Regions from separate parts of the Mus musculus genome. Here region 1 is linked to region 2. The links are chromatin contacts, called in public Hi-C maps. All regions are on one chromosome and are shown on one strand. The core of a region is the stretch at or near the end of the contact, and the rest is flanking DNA. Distances in the headings are between cores, read along the strand shown. Region 1 has its middle 9.0 kb from the start of Gm13846. Region 2 overlaps Lncpint (long non-protein coding RNA, Trp53 induced transcript).

Region 1 (4,199 bases), core at 64-2,563, 470 kb before region 2:
CGAAACCCCGTCCCTTTTAAGGAGAATTATCCTCCGCCTAGGACGTGTCACTCCCTGATTGGCTGCAGCCCATCGGCCGAGTTGTCGTCACGGGGAAGGCAGAGCACATGGGGTGGAGAACTACCCTTGGCACATGCGCAGATTATTTGTTTACCACTTAGAACACAGGATGTCAGCGCCATCTTGTAATGGCGAATGTGAGGGCGGCTCCCACAGCTCGGTAGTCAGGAACAATTACTACTCTTACAGAGGACCTAGGTTCAGATTCTAGCACTCATACATGGCTCACGGCTATTTTTCTTTTCTATTTGTTTTTTATTGTATTTATTTAGTGTATGAGTGTTCTGCTGCACATACACCTGCAGGCCAGAAGAGGACATCAGATACCACTGTAGATGGTTGTGAGCCACCATGCAATTGCTGGGAATTGAACACTGGACCTCTGGAAGAGCAACCACTGCTCTTAACAGCAGACCCATTTCACCAGCCCCTCACAACTAGTTTTAACTCCATCTCCAGGGGACCCAGTGCCCTTTGCTCTCTACAGATACCAGGCCCACACATGTCATATATGCATACATGCAGACAAAAAAAGCTCATATACATAAAAAAATTAATTTAATTTTTAAAAAAGTTGGAGGCTGGCAAGATAGTTAAGTGGGTAAATGTGCTTGCCACCAATCCTGATGACCTGAGTTTGGTCCCCAGGATCTACCCACATAGCAGGAGAACCAACCTCCCCCACATTATCCTCTGACCTCCACACAGTTGTTTGATCCCACTCCAGAGTCTAAACTGATTGGGTTAGGGTTCAGTCTAGGCTGGGGACCCCAAAGCCTTCACTGCACAGGCAAGAGGACCTCACTGTGAGAAGTTTTGAATACCCTTCAATTTCTTCCTTCCCAAAGACCCTTGAGTTTCTTGCTTGCAGAGTTTATTTCCCCAGCTTTAAATTTTTTATTACATTTATTTATGTGGGGGAGGAAAACAGGGTTGTGTGGAGGTCAAAGGACAACTGGCAAGAGTCGGCTCTCCACCATGTTGAGTCCCAGCGATTGAAGTCAGACCATGGGGCTTGGCGCCAAGTGCCTTTACCCACTGAACCACCCTGCTGGGCCCACTTTCCCAGGCACCACCTCAGTTCTGGGAAGAGCAGGCTGCCATCCAAGTACAGCATGACATCTACGTGCGGTTACAGCTCTGCAGCACACGGCTCTGCTTCGAAACAAAGGGAGAGGACGTTGGGAAGCAACCTTCCCTACCCCCAGCCAGGCACAGACTCAGCCAGGCAGAGGGGTTGGGGGCGGGGCTGCAGTGCAGCTGGGTGGTGGCGATCCCTACCGCCCCAGTCCTCATTTCCTGATCAGCTCAGAAAGCATTTCCATGTTGGCCCAAAGTTTCTGTTTCCTGTCCCCTCCCACACTATTTTTAGGCCCAGCAGGCATTTCCTGTGTTGGCCTGTCCCACCCACCTCGGGTCTGTCCTGGCTTCTCCTATCAGGATGCCTGCAGGGTGGGCCTGACACACGTGATTCCCCTCGTAGGGACCCTGGTGTCCCTGGAAACAGGTTGGTACCCAGCAGGTGGCCCGCAGCTGCCAACTCCCACTTGGTGCCACCCACCCAACGCAAGACTTGCTGTTTCAGAGTCGGCCCTTCCCTTAGGCCTGAGACTCTCCTATCTCTGTGTAGCCATCAAGATACACAGGTGCTGCAGGGACTCCCCAAGAATGGGCAGTGGCACTTCAGGCCTGAAGGTTGGCTTTTATCCTCTGATATCCTAGTCTTGTTGCCATAGTATGGGGAGAACCTGTCAACCTGTGGGTCGTGTCCCTTTTGACAACTATCCCTGAAAATATTTACCTTATTATTCATGACAGTTATGAAGTAGCAATGAAAAATAATTTAATCGTTTCGGGGGAGGGGATCATCACAACATGAAGAGCTGTATTAAAGGATGGCAGCATTAGGAAAGTTGAGAATCACTGAGAGTTCAGGGACTTCCCAGCCTAGACCTAGTCCTTTTACCCTGAGTTGCTCCCCATGCAGCTTCGAGTTTTTAAATACCTCCTGTGCCTAGAATAACAAGGCTCTGTTTACCCAGGCTGAGGTAGACAGGAGAGGACCTTAAAGCTCAGAAACAAGGAGGCTTGAGATTCATCCATCCATCCATCCATCCATCCATCCATCCCAGCCCATCTGACTGCGTGAAAGGATCCACACCACAGATCTCAGTTCTGGGTTCTTCATGACTGCCCTCCTAAAGAGTCTGTATAGACAGCTGACTTTCTTGCTTTCTCCCTCCTCAGGAAAGTATCACACCACAGATACGCTGCATCCATGCCCACTGCATAGATATAAATGTAAAAAGAATAAGATGTTTCCACATCTTCAAGAACTAATTGCAGGGACTGGAGAGAGAGATGACTCAGTGGTTAAGAGCATTGGCTGCTTTTCCGGAGGACTTGGGTTCAATTCCTAGCACCCACATGGCAATTCATAACAATCTGTAAGTCCAGTCCCAGGGGATACAATGCCCTTTTCTGGCCTTCATGGGTACTGCTTGCATGTCTGGCATGGACATGCATGCAGGCAAAACACTCATACACATTTAAAAAATTGTTTTTTTATGTTACACATTAAAAAAATAGTTTTAAAGAACCTTTTGCAGGAGGCAGGGGCAGAAGTAGGTAGATCTCTGTGAACTTGAGGTCAGATTGGTCTAGATAGCAAGTTCCAGGCTATACAGGGCTACACAGAGAGAATCTTTAAAAAAAAAAAATTAGGCTGAGGGTGGTATCATAGACAAGCAATCCATGCAATCCTAGCACTTAGAGACTGAGGAGCAAGGACCAGCTTCAAGGCCAGCCTGGCTTCATAGTGATACCATATAAATAGGCAAACAAATCTCACCCTTTTGTGATCCTTTACTCTAGCTAAGGAAGAGTGGAGACCACAGTATTTGAAGTCAGACCACAGCGTTTTCTCTGGTTCTTGCTCTCACTGTGTAGCCAAGCTGTCTCAAGCCTCCCAACTGCTGGATAATGGGCCTGAGCCGCTGCAGGAAGCCCAGCCTCTTCTCTTTGCATCAGATTCAGGTGGAAAGAAGCCACTTCCCAGAGCAGTGTCTCCAGAACTCTCAAAGGGAGGTTGCCACCAGTACTCTGCAGCCAGCTCCTGTTGGATTCAGTACCACCCACCTGGAACATCAGATTGCCCAAACACCTACAGAGCTATTCTTACACCAAGTCCTAACCAACTCAAAGTGGCTATCAAATGAACATCTCCTCTATCCCTTCTCTGTTTTTCTTTCTCTCTTAATGACATCTGAAACCAGTGGCTATGAGTCACTAGTCTCTGTCTTCTTGACTCCAGAACTTGAGTTCACTAATGGATGGCCTTTCTCTTTCTGGGTGTGAGTCTTTCTGGAAATGTTGCCTTCTGTCCATCTTCTTGGTTAAATGGTTGAAATAATCTATGCAAGATCGCCTAAAAGATATACAGCTCTCAGCTACTGTGTGTCATGTACACACAGTAGGGCTTCGGGGGCTGAGAAGAACCACAATATAATAAAATCTTTTAAAACTCTTGCTATTTTTGGGACTAGAAAGATGACTCGGTAGTTAAGAGCGCTGGCTGATCTTGCCGAGGATCCAGGCTTAGTCCCCAGCACCCACATGATGGCTCAGAGCCTTCTGTAGCTCCAGTTCCAGGAAATCCAACCCCTTCTGGATTATGTGGATATTACATCCATGTATGTGGCACACACACATTCATGCAGGCACAAACTCATGCATATAAAATAAAAACAAACAAAGCTTTTTAAAGAAGAAACATCTTACTACTTAACACAATGTACCACCCACCTAGTGCCAGAGAATAGAGCTGCCCTGGCAAACCCCAGGGACTGTGCAGACAGCTGCCACACTGTAACAGCTGGCAACAGTCACTGCAGAGGACCTGGACAGCTTAGACTCTACACCTGAGCTGATCAACAGAGGAGCCCAGCTCTCTGAATATTGCTCTGTGCTCTGCCCTGTGAGGCCCCCACCCTGTCAGCCCTACATCTCTTGCACTGCCTCTGTTGTCTGGTCCCGGCCATGGCTGAGAAAAGCTGGTTTCCTGGGAGCCTTATAGAGCACTCATTCCTGAGCTGGTAGATAAAGCCACCTGCCAGCTTCCAGGCCCCCTCTTCACCTGT
Region 2 (3,833 bases), core at 736-3,235:
GTTGATTGTGCACTGCTGGGAGAAGTCAGCACCGTTTCCCAAGGCTGGCCAATGTTAGACTTGCTTTCCTGACAAGGCTCTCTTCATTTGTGACTTAGAAGATAGGCACCTACCTGAGTAAGGCCGGGGAGGGGAACTGAGCTCTTGGGCGAGTGTCCTGGGCTTGCTCTGGGGTGGGACAGAGTGAGGGAGTGAGCAGAGAGGCTGGCGCTGACTCTGCTCCAAGGTTGCTTTGCAGCTATTGTGAAATTTGGCCTCATTTCTCCTTGCTCAGTGCCATTTATATTCTGACAGTCAAAGTTCTTAAGAAACAAATGTTAAAACTTAGTTCTTGTCAACTAGAAGTGCTGAAAGCCTGGTTCTTTGGGATTAATTCCCTGTATGTTACTTTTAAAGGATGTTACCAAGATATTTGAAGAAATAAAGGCTAAACCATGCCCCAAGCCCTGGCCCTAAACCACTGCCTAAACATCTCTATACTAGATCAGATAATGCCTACATGTAAGTCTTCTAACAGGGAGGCAATTTCCGTGCCTGCGACAGCTTCACGAAGGTCAAATGGAGGCAGTAAGACCAAATGCTGTAAAGCGCCTTTCCCGTTGGCAAGTAGGGAGGTTAAGTTTGGCTGATGTTTGTCAGAGCATTGAGTATAACTGGGAAAAGTGGACGCTGACACCTTCTGGGCTGCTGATAACTAATTCACAACCTGCTAATGGAACCTGACAGAAGTCTAAGCAAACAATCTGTCTATCCTGAGAAACCTCAGCATTTCAGAGCATCCGCTATTTGGGTCCTCTGAGGTAATAGTGGCACAGTGTGAGGTTATTCTCCCTGTGGAAGATACTCGTTAGGATAATAAAGCATATTTATATTTCATACCTGAAGTAGAAGTAGAGTTGTGTTTTCTTTTCACAGTACAGTCCTCCTTTATTTAGAGGAAATTGAGAACTAAAACAGGAAGAGCCAAGTGGGCATGGTGGCACATACCTTTAGTCCCAACCCAGGGAGGGATAAGGTTCTTGGGGCAGTAGATGGTAGCTAAGAGGAACCTTGGAGCGCATTCCAGCAGGAGCTGCCCATTGTCTACCGTAGGACCAGAAGGGCATCAGATTTTGGAGTCTGGCCGTCTCCACTCCCAGTACCCTCATATCTAAAATAGAAAATTACATTTCAATGTCTTTTGGGTAGACTTCTACATTTTAATTTTTTAAAAGACTATTCTTTATTCTTAGATGGTTTCACTCATACATGCAGTATTTCATGATTGGATCTGCCCCTAACTCTCCATCACTTCCTTCTGACACCTCCCAACGTATGCCTCCCCCACCTTCCCCACCATCTTAATAAAAGAAATCAATAAGCTTAGAAAAAACTTCCTTAGTCTAAAGCAAATGGAATAAAGTAGTTTAGGAAACAGTTGTTTGACTGAAGTTCACTAAGCCAAAATTTAGGATTTTGGTTAGCACCAAGTATAAGCTTCCCTGCTTTTGTACACTGACATCAGTATGTAAATGAGGGTGACACTTTACTATTTTGGGAAGTGTGATTATTTATGCCTTGTCATTCAAGGAAGTGCTTGCAGTAACAAGCAGATGCACAAAAGAAAGTCCTCTTTGTGTCCCTTTGGGGTAATGTTGGGGAAAGAATATAGAAAGTTACTCTTCTTTCTTGGGAAAACTGGTCCATGATCCACTTTTTTGGTTTGTTAGTGATCATGACTCTAAGTTACCCCGGAACTTATCCAAACACAAGTTGAAGCTAGGGTTTCCCTGAGCCATAGGTAAGTCTTTTCGTGACATATGGTCCACACATGCTTTAGGAGCAATCTTGACAACAAAACGTTCATGTGGGCAGATGTCGTTTGTGCCACTGCTGTGCAAAGTGGGTGCGGCACACCCGAGCTGAACACAGGTCCCTGCGAAGGTACTAAGAGGAAGCCAGTGAGCTGTTTCCCTATCACTGAATGGCAAAGATGAAAGTCTCCACTGTTGGAAAATTCTAGAAGGTCCTCCAGGCTGACGAGCCACTCCCGGAAGCAGGCTTTTGTGTGCCACAAGAGGGAGCCCCTGATCTAAGGCATGAATTCTCATTTTGCTAGTATTTGTTTCTTTTGAGCTTAATATATCGCCCTGACCAGACTGGAACTGTATAGACCAGGCTAGCCTCAAGATCACAAGAGATCCACCTGCCTCTGCCTCCCAAGTGCTGTGATTCAAAGGCGTGACCCACCATGGCTAGCTTTTGCTGGAATTTACATTTATAAAGGGAAAAAGTTTGAGCTCACGGTGTTTGCTTTTAAGTGTAATTTTACTGTGGTGCTTTGAGTATTAGAAAAGGTTCCGAATCTGGAAGGAGGTCACCTTAAGCCTCTCCCTTCCCTTTGGTTCCTTCTTACACGTTTTATCTGTGACTTGTTTGTGGCAGATTTAAACACCACCCCTGAGCAGCCAGCCTGTCCTGGTTCCCATTATAGGGCTGTTTCCTGGGGAGCTGATGTGAGAGCTCTCCTGTGGTTCATTTCACTCACGTGGAGCTTGCTGCTGCCCCCAGCAGAGGAAAGTGGCTCTTGTGTAGAACGCGGCATGATTTTACCTCACTGTGTAGCACGGTGTTCATACATGCTCTCCTCCCACCCCTATGGTTCTGTCACAATACTGCGATACTCGCACTGGTCACAAGAGGCCAGCTCTCTTGCTCAGGGAGGCAGAAAGGAGGTAGAACATAGCTAACAAAGAGGCAGGCCACCATCTTTCTAAGTTACTCTTTAAAATCATGGGTCATTTTAGCAATACAAAAAGTGCATAAGGAACTCAATATAGAACTCAAATGGTACGTGGTCATTAAGACATACTATGTGTTTTCCCAGAAGCCTTTGCTCCTCACTGCTTTCCTCTCTACTGAATCTTGTCATCCCAATGCATTTTAAAAACATGACAATGTAAACATACATATATTCTCAAACATAGCATCATTTCACAGCATGCTGTGTTTTGTATGTTCTATCCAAAGTATCAGTTGTGTCTGTTGGGAGGGAAGGAGAGGCTGAGAAGATGGAGGTGTGGGAAGGATGTCAGATCAGTCCAAGTGTTGATGCTTATGGAAGAGAAGAAATGAGGATTGGGCAGAGGGACAAATTAGGCAGTCAGAAAGGCTCCACGAAGGCTTCATCTGATCCCCAGAGGGACTGCTAGGGCCTGTCCTGGCTTTACATTATATATAGCTTAATATCTGCCAGTTTTTGGCCTGACACAGGGATGGGAGGGATGAGACTCCTCCTGCAGATGGCTGTCAGGTTGCAGCAGTCCTCAGAGAGGTGGGGAGTAAGCTTTCCCTACTTAAAAGGGACCGGGACAGTATGTCTCCCTGATCGTCACAGTTCGTATTGTATGCATTTTCTGACCTGGAATTTTTCATCCAATGATGTAACTTTGAGATTATTTATATTAATTGTCTGTAGCCCTTATTTAGTATTTTTATGGTCTTGAAGTTCGTTCATTTGTATGTGTGGTAATGTACTTGTTAGTGTATGTATGTGTGCCCTCAAATGTGGAGGCCAGAGGTTGATGTCTGGTGCCTTTTTTCCATGGCTTTGTGGCCTCTCAGTGAACCTGGAACTCATCAGTTTGGCTTTACCAGGTGGCTGTGAGCATCAGGGATACACCTCTCCCCTCCCCTCCCCTCCCCTCCCCTCCCTTGCTGGGGTTACAGGCATGTGCCTCTGTCCTGAGCTTTTTACCTGGTCCTGTGAATCTAAACTTATGTTCACCCAACTAAGTCATGTCTCCAGATATATGTCACTGTTTTTAAAATGTATTTTCCTATTGAAAGACTTC

The links. A called contact is a pair of places that touch in the nucleus more often than the background predicts.
Region 1: a contact with region 2 is called in a Hi-C map of the G1E-ER4 cell line, with 2.6 times the contacts expected there. The contact joins two enhancer-like sites. A contact is called at or near these places in 16 of 484 Hi-C or Micro-C datasets (the G1E-ER4 cell line, cerebellum, cortical neurons and 9 more).

Annotation. Positions count from the first base shown.
Region 1 is chr6:31,639,880-31,644,078 of GRCm38.p6, reverse strand. No RefSeq gene overlaps it. Among named protein-coding and RNA genes, the nearest start is that of Gm13846, 9.0 kb to the left of the region's middle. Within about 2 kb of position 1,313, at least 79 of the 459 cell types and tissues checked have an H3K27ac peak or open chromatin away from gene starts, as enhancers often do. A contact at or near this core is called in the G1E-ER4 cell line, neural progenitor cells and uterus, where this site is marked.
Region 2 is chr6:31,174,748-31,178,580 of GRCm38.p6, reverse strand. The region is part of intron 1 of Lncpint (long non-protein coding RNA, Trp53 induced transcript); the gene reads left to right. Among named protein-coding and RNA genes, the nearest start is that of Lncpint, 42 kb to the left of the region's middle. Within about 2 kb of position 1,985, at least 66 of the 459 cell types and tissues checked have an H3K27ac peak or open chromatin away from gene starts, as enhancers often do. A contact at or near this core is called in the G1E-ER4 cell line, neural progenitor cells and uterus, where this site is marked.